Regions from separate parts of the Pan troglodytes genome. Here region 2 is linked to region 1. Evidence: chromatin contacts called from public Hi-C data. All regions are on one chromosome and are shown on one strand. Each heading gives the region's core, a stretch centred on a gene start, on an enhancer-like site or on the middle of the called end of the contact. The rest is flanking DNA. Distances are from core to core; before and after follow the strand shown.

The links. A called contact is a pair of places that touch in the nucleus more often than the background predicts.
Region 2: a Hi-C map of stem cell-derived neural progenitor cells shows a contact between it and region 1, with 2.4 times the contacts expected there. The contact joins the enhancer-like site here to the promoter of TTC23L in region 1. A contact is called at or near these places in 1 of 7 Hi-C or Micro-C datasets (stem cell-derived neural progenitor cells) and 1 of 1 datasets of contacts at active chromatin or transcription factors (stem cell-derived excitatory neurons).

Annotation. Positions count from the first base shown.
Region 1 is chr4:77,949,559-77,953,305 of NHGRI_mPanTro3-v2.0_pri, forward strand. It overlaps TTC23L (tetratricopeptide repeat domain 23 like), which reads right to left and starts at 1,271. Exons shown (of 11, transcript XR_001717770.4): 1 at 1,158-1,271.
Region 2 is chr4:78,264,054-78,267,928 of NHGRI_mPanTro3-v2.0_pri, forward strand. No RefSeq gene overlaps it. Among named protein-coding and RNA genes, the nearest start is that of RAI14, 130 kb to the left of the region's middle. Within about 2 kb of position 2,153, at least 4 of the 24 cell types and tissues checked have an H3K27ac peak or open chromatin away from gene starts, as enhancers often do. A contact at or near this core is called in stem cell-derived neural progenitor cells, where this site is marked.

The sequences.
Region 1 (3,747 bases), core at 21-2,520:
TAACTCAGATATTGTTTTTGCAGGTCTGACGGCGTGATGGATTTAAGCAAAGCAACCAACTCTCAGTGGTAAACGAAGCACAGCCAGTGTATTGGTTAATTCTGCCTTTTTTTTTCCCCCTGGGGTCATTTCACTAATTAATAGCAGATTCTAGTAAAGGGGTCACAAGGCGGGTACAGAGGCTCACGCCTGTAATCCCAGCACTGTGGGAAGCCGAGGCGGGTGGATCACCCGAGTTCAGGAGTTCGAGACCAGCCTGGCCAACAGGGTGAAACCCCGTCTCTACTAAAAATACAAAATATAGTCGGCTGTGGTGGTGCACGCCTGTAGTTCCAGCTACTCTGGAGGTTGAGGCAGGAGAATCGCTTGAACCCGGGAGGCGGAGATTGCGCCACTGCACTCCAGCCTGGGCGACAGAGCGAGACTCCGTCTCAAAATAAAACAATAAAATGAAATTCATGTGTCTGTTTTAGTTGTTGCTGTTAGATGATGGGGGAAACCTCGGAAGCACATGACGAAAAATGTGATTTCTAAATACAGTATTTGTGAAATTCAACTCTCAAGGAAGGCTATGCCAGTCGCTTAAATCAAATCCAAATCGAACGCAGTTACTTATTGAATGTTAACATCCACCAAGTCGCCTCTCTTTTCACCCTCCAGAATCACTAATTCCCGCCGAGCCCTGAGAGGCTTTCTGATCCAGGCTCCAGAGCATCCATTATCCGAAAATCAGAAAGGGAGACTCACTAATTCCTCTCTTTAACCTCCACTTTAAACACTATGCCCACAACAAGGAGTTCTGATCTCTCAAACTCCCGGACTCTGTTCCTATGACGTTCCGCACCGCCCTGAACCCCTCAGGGACGAATCGCTCCTCTTTTCCCGCTGTGGTTCCGCGGCAAATCTGTAAGCCCTGACTCCGCAGGTCGAGCTCTGAGAGCCTCTCTGCCGCGGAGGCTCTAAGAGAACGCGCGAGTGCGCAAGGCGCACCTGGCTCAAGGCGGGGCAACCACGCCCCGGAACCAGCCTCCCAGCTCCCTGAGCCCGACTGCGCTGCTTCCTCCCGCTGCGTCGGCCTCCTGACCCTGGCGCACCTCGGTCCGGGCGCCAAAGCGGTGCCTCGCGAAAGCTGCACAGCCTGCGAGGTCCCCAGTTACCTTCCGCGACCCGGGTCCGGCCCAGGAGACAATACCGTTGCCATGGGAACGGAACGCTACGGGTTCTGCTGGGAGCGCCTGTAGCCATGGCGACGCGGGGCACTTCCGGTTCGGAGAGTCCCTGTTGGCTGGCGCCTACAGCAGCTCTTGCCTTACCCTCCGCTTTCCCGTCACCGCAGGTTAGACGGGCACGGCCTCCGGCTCGCCCCAAAATTGGCGTCTGCATATTGTATCTCACGAGACCTTACCCCTCGGAGGTGAAGGCGTAGGAAGAGAAGATACATTCCGTCCAAGGATGGAAGGGAGCGCCGGGCCCCACGGCCCTACTTATTTAAAGCTGCGACGTGTGCGGGCTGTATTCGGCGACGATCCCTGGCCACGGTGCACCCCCACAGCTCCTCGGGAGTTTTGTTTTTATGGACCCCAGAGGAAAGGCTTAGATATGGCTGTTGACTGTGCTGGCACCGTCTGTGTTACCCAGTAAGATTGGAGCTAGGCATGGTTAGGAAAGCTGATTGCAGGAAGAGAGTAGGGTAAGAAATCGACTACTAGATCTGCTAATGGTTAGCTGTTCATTATTTATTTAGCACTTAGCCCTAAATAATGCAGCCATATCTTACCCCTTCGTTGGCATGGAATACACAGTGTGTGTAATACACACAAGGTGCAGAGGCAATTGTGGCCATACCCAAACAAACAGCGCCAGCTCTTGCAACGCTATGTTGAAGGATGTTATTATGAACCCTATCATAGACTAGGCCCATGGCAAGTCAAGTTGGAGTGAATGTGTCCCAGTTGTTTTCAGAAAAGAGCAGACTAGGTAGAGAGACAAGGAGAACACTGAGAATGTGAAAGATGGTGTTTACGTTTGATGTTTGTTATTTCCAGCTCTAGGCTGGAAGTTTAATTGCCATTGATCCAAGACTGCCAAGAAAGCCTTTTTGGAGTTAGGTTGGAGGAGTTATTTAAATGAGTTTTCTTGAATATCTCTTAAGTAAAACCTGTATGGTCTGTTAACTCAAGATTTAAATCTGTACTTTCGAGCTCCATAGTCACAATTTTGGAAAGATTCCCCCACTTTATTCTTTTTCCTAAGAAAACTCTCAGCATGGAACAATGATGACAGCAATGAACCTGATTTCAGAATGTCAAGGTTCTGGTTTTGACTCTGTAGCCTGGGCCGAGTCACGGCCAGTGGGTCCCAATTTTCTTGCCTATACGGTGAAGGTTTTTGTACCACTTGCTTTCTGAAGGGCCTTCTGGTTCCAGGTTTCTGTAAGGGGTAAACGATTTTTGTGACTCTATGAACAGTATTTAACATGTATGGGAGTAAAAAGGAAGAACCTGTTTCCTGTTCTCCAACATTTATTTCTTTTACCCCTTGTTAAGTTGGTCATCAAATTGAAAGGTTTTAATGTTCTTTCATTCTAGGAAATGGCTGTGAGATTGTTTCTAAGTATATTAAAGGTAATGTCTCTTTTCTAAACCTTTGCTTTTGCTGATAATTGTGAAGAGAAGAACCAGAACAGGCACTGAATTCCCATTCCTAAAGCCAACGCTCTAATTCGGCCTCCATTTCATTAGCTCTGACCGGAAGCATGTTGCCTGCATCTGTAAAAATTATAAATCAAAATAAAATAACTTTGGCGACTATTTTTTTTCTTTTTTTGAGACAGAGTCTCACTCTGTGGCCCAGGTTGGAGTGCAGTGGTGTGATCTTGGCTCAGTGCAACCTCTGCCTCCCGGGTTCAAGCAATTCTGCTGCCTCAGCCTCCCGAGTAGCTGGGATTACAGATGTGTGCCACTACTGTCTGTCTAGTTTTTGTATTTTTAGTAGAGACAGGGTTTCACTGTGTTGGCCAGGCTGGTCTCGAACTCCTGACCTCAGGTGATCTGCCTGCCTCAGCCTCCCAAAGTGCCGGGATTACAGGTGTGAGCCACCGTCCAGCCAGAACTTTGAGGACTCTTGAAGTTTTTTGGTATTTCTTTCCTTGTCATGTTAACCCTGTCCCCCAAATGTAAGCTTTAGTTGTAGTATATACACTTTTAGGTTTGTTCACTAACTCTAGAATGGCATCCCACTAATCTAAGTGGCTAGTGCGTTTCCACCGTGTGTATTCACATTCCCTCCCCTCATCCGGAGGTTGAGGTGGCAAGCATTGCTCTTGCAGAAATTGCATACAGGAAGCAGTATGGAGGGTTTTTCTAGGCTCTTACAACCCCAAATCAAATGTGATTATCTCCAAGCTATTCTTATCCCAGAACTGTGAAATTTAAGGCAAGGAAATCCAAATAAACTTTCGCTTGGAACACATTTTTATGGCCTCTCAAGAGAGGGTTAGATGCCTTGCTTCTGAGCCCTCGCAGTATCCTGTCCACAATCTCATCATGACTCTCACATTGTACTGGCACTTCTGTTTATTTGCAAGTTTCTCCAATCTCCATACATCTATCCATCCACCCAGACAAAAATATTTGTGGAATACCTACTATGTGCCAGATAATGTTCTAAGCAGTAGGAAAGCAAAAGTGAACAAATAAGATAATGATTTTGCTTTCCAGGAATTTATATTCTACTAGATGAAGAAAA
Region 2 (3,875 bases), core at 903-3,402, 320 kb after region 1:
TATATATATTAATATATGATCAGTTTTAAATAAGAAAGGCCAAGTCCTCTTACACACATGCATGCATATTATGAATGATAAAAATATAAATGTATGAATAGTTGTATACGTGAAGCTCATCATATGCATATGTGCACAAACATGTCTATACGTAATATGAACTTATATTATTTTGAAATTAGATTATTTATTTTTGGCATTAATCAGATCTTAAGATTGAGCACAAAAATGGGGTGAAAATCACCAAATAAACTCTGCATAAAGAGTGTAGGCAATGGCCGGGTGGTGTGGCTCATACCTGTAATCCCAGCACTTTGGGAGGCTGAGGCGGGCAGGTCTCTTGAGCCCAGGAGTTTGAGACCAGCCTGGGCAACAGGGCAAAATCACCTCTACAAAAAAATAGAAAAATTAGCCAGGTAGGTGCCTGTAGTCCTAGCTACTTTGGAGGCTGAGATGAGAGGATCATCTGAGCCGGGGGAGGTCTTAGCTGCAGTGAGCCATGATTGTGCCACTGCACTCCAGCCTGGGCGACAGAGCGAGACTCTGTCTCATAAAAAAATAAAAAATAAAAAAATAAAAATAAAAAGAGTGTGGGCAGTGAAGGACATGAGAACAATGTCTCACCACAGTGATGAGTGAGCCTATCCTTCACATTGAATCTGTTCCTAATTAAAAATGAGTGTTTGGTGGGTAAAGAGGGTAAAGCTAAAAAGATCTGTCCCTAATGTTTTCCCACTGAACTATTGACTTACCCTGACTACTACCCTGTCAACAGTTTATCTCCCCTTTGGACATAAACATTGATAATCCAGAACTGATGTTGCTGTGACTCCAGTAGCTCTTGGTACTCAGCTGTAATATGTCTGTGATCAATGTTTTCATCGATATGTAATGCTTATATGCAACCTTAGCACCACTTCTTGTTTGAAGGTCTTGAGACCATTATTCATTTGAAGAGGTCAATACTTATATGACAATATCTTATATGATAGCTAAAATGGTTTGTTTTTGCAGTTACCAGATATGACAACTTAAGACAACATAGTCTGATGGTGGCCTGGGGCCAAATCAGAAATATCTGTTGGGACACACTCCTAGGCTATGAGTGACTCATAATCACTTTCATTGGCCTTGCTGTAGGCTCAGCCACATATGACCTGCTATGTCTCAGAGAAACTTCTCTCCTTTCTCTTCCAAAATAAATCTCAAAACACCCAACACTCTATGTAAGTAAAGCTATTCAGAGCTTTGCAACTCTCTAGCATGGCATCAGATCCTGTAGAAAGTTATAGGAGATACCCTGGGGATTGAAGATGCTGCACCACCTCATTACAAAAGCTTGAGTGCATCTGACTCTCTGGGTCTCCCTTGCTAGCACAAACCACTCAAGAAATATGTGGCTATGAAAATCTACGATCAATGCTGGCATCATTATATTTGATTATTTCTTGGTGTGTGAATATATATAAACACTATATGCTGAGTGTTCCCCATCTTAGGCATTTATTTTGTAAAGTGATTATATTTGTATTTCCTTCATCTCTCACCAGGCAGACAAACTCAGTTTTAAATATATATTAAATCAAATGAAGAAGACCTATAAAAAACACATCCATCAGAATAGATTAGCGTCTACAACATTGTGCTGTAACATGGTTTTTTCAGTGTGAATCTTGCTTCGAAAGTAAAATGTTGGAAAGCTTTGTTTAAATCTACCAAGCAGGAAAACCAAATGAATACAAAACAAAATCTCAGCTGGCCAATTGTTTCAGACCCAAGACCTGTTCTATTTATTCTTTTTGTAAGAAATAGTTGCCTGGAATATCATTTCTATGGCAGAAATAGTGTCAAGTTCCTAAGGAGAAGAAGTAGGAGGAAGCTCTAAGTGTAAACACCCAAACAGTGGAAGGAAAACCACACATCACTTACTTTGAAAACAGTAGCTGCTTGGGGCCATGATTTTGACGAATCATAATGAGCACTCACAAGTTGATTTAATATTAAAATGCATCCAAGCAGACTTTGAAACTATAATTCTCTGACAGTGGATGGACTGATGAAACTCACCAGGAAGGCCAGTTACTCAGGCCTGCGATGTCTTCGGTTATTGAAGACATGTGATTGCCACCTAGCGGCCAACATTAACTTCACCTAGAAGGTCGAGCAATTCTGCAGCCCACTTTGCCCAATGCATAAGGACAACAGTAACAGTCTTTGTCAGTACTCAATTCAAATTCCTTAACATTTCCTCTTTTATCACATCTCTTTGTTCTGTGTAAGTCACCTGTTTACCATCTCTAAGACCAAACATTTTCCTTCACTCCATGTCATTAGTCCCAGAGAGCCTAAGAACCTATCTGCAAAATTCCCTCCATAGTTCTCATTCCATTTCCTTTTTTTTAAACCACAGTTGTTCTGTTGGTAAGAAGAAGGGCTCCTGCCTTCATTTTCTCCACCCAGCTTCTTCCACTTTCTCTCCTATTTCACGTCACAAGATACAAGGGTGTCTTGAGAGAGAGGCCTCTGAAAGAAAGCTTGGTAAGGACAACTGAAAAGCTGAGAACAATAGTGTCAGAGGCTTTTGAACCAGAGCAACTCCATCTTGAAGAGGGGCTGGGTGAAATAAGGCTGAAACCTGCTGGGCTACATTCCCAGGCAGTTAGGCATTCTAAGTCACAGGATGAGACAGGAGGTCAGCACAAGGTACAGGTCATAAAGACCTTGCTGATAAAACAGGTTGCAGTAAAGAAGCCGACTAAAACCCACCGAAACCAAGATGGTGGCGAGAGTGACCTCTGGCCATCCTCACTGCTACACTCTCACCAGCGCATGACAGTTTATAAATGCCATGGCAACGACAGGAAGTTACCCGATAAGGTCTAAAAAGGGGACGCATGAATAATCCACCCCTTGTTCAGCATATCATCAAGAAATAACCATAAAAATGGGCAACCAGCAGCCCTCGGGGCTGCTCTGCCTATGGAGTAGCCATTCTTTTATTCCTTCACTTTCCCAATAAACTTGCTTTCACTTTATGGACTCACCCTGAATTCTTTCTTGCACAAGATTCAAGAACTCTCGCTTGGGGTCTGGATCCAGACCCCTTTCCGGTAACAGCAACACTCCTGTTACTTCACCAAGGAATTATAAGTAAATATTTCTATGTTACCAAGACTGACAAAGTTCAAAAATAATAATGCTGATAATACAGCTGTTTGTGGTGAAAATAAGTGGAAAATGTGTTGGCCAAGCTGGTCTGAACTTCTGACCTCAGGTGATCCGCGCCTCAGCCTCCCAAAGTGCTGGGATCACAGGCATGAGCCACCGCACCCAGACCTAGTTTAGTCTTTGTGTTGACAAAGCACAAAGATGAAACTAGTTGCCATGCCCCTCCTTCACCACACCTGGACCTGCTCTAACCTCCTCTCTGCCCTGGTCTGAGCCTTGGATCCTATCACCTTGGCTCCCTTGCCTTGGTTTCTTGTTAGGTAGAATCAGTGCCAGGCTCCATCAGGAGAATGGAGGGCAGGAGGAAAGATAATTAGGGTGGAGGGCAGAGGATGCCAGGGTGTCCTGTCCCCCATGCTCCCTCCCAGCTTTGAGCCTTGCTTCTGGCAGTGACTATGTGACTCCCGCTTCTGGTAGAGGCCTCTCCATGGCTCCAGGCCTCACCGGGCTCCATTTCCTCTCTCATTTCTTCCGATTTAGGGGAGGTAGCAGCTTCCTGCCGTTGCTCCTCTCTGGGTCTTCATCATCTGGTTACTCCTTTCACCCTGTGCACCTCTGTGATTAAACTCTCTTCATCTAAACCACCTGAGTTGAATGATTTCTTCTGCTGGGATCTTGATACAGTTCCTATTGTTTGTTTTCCTTTT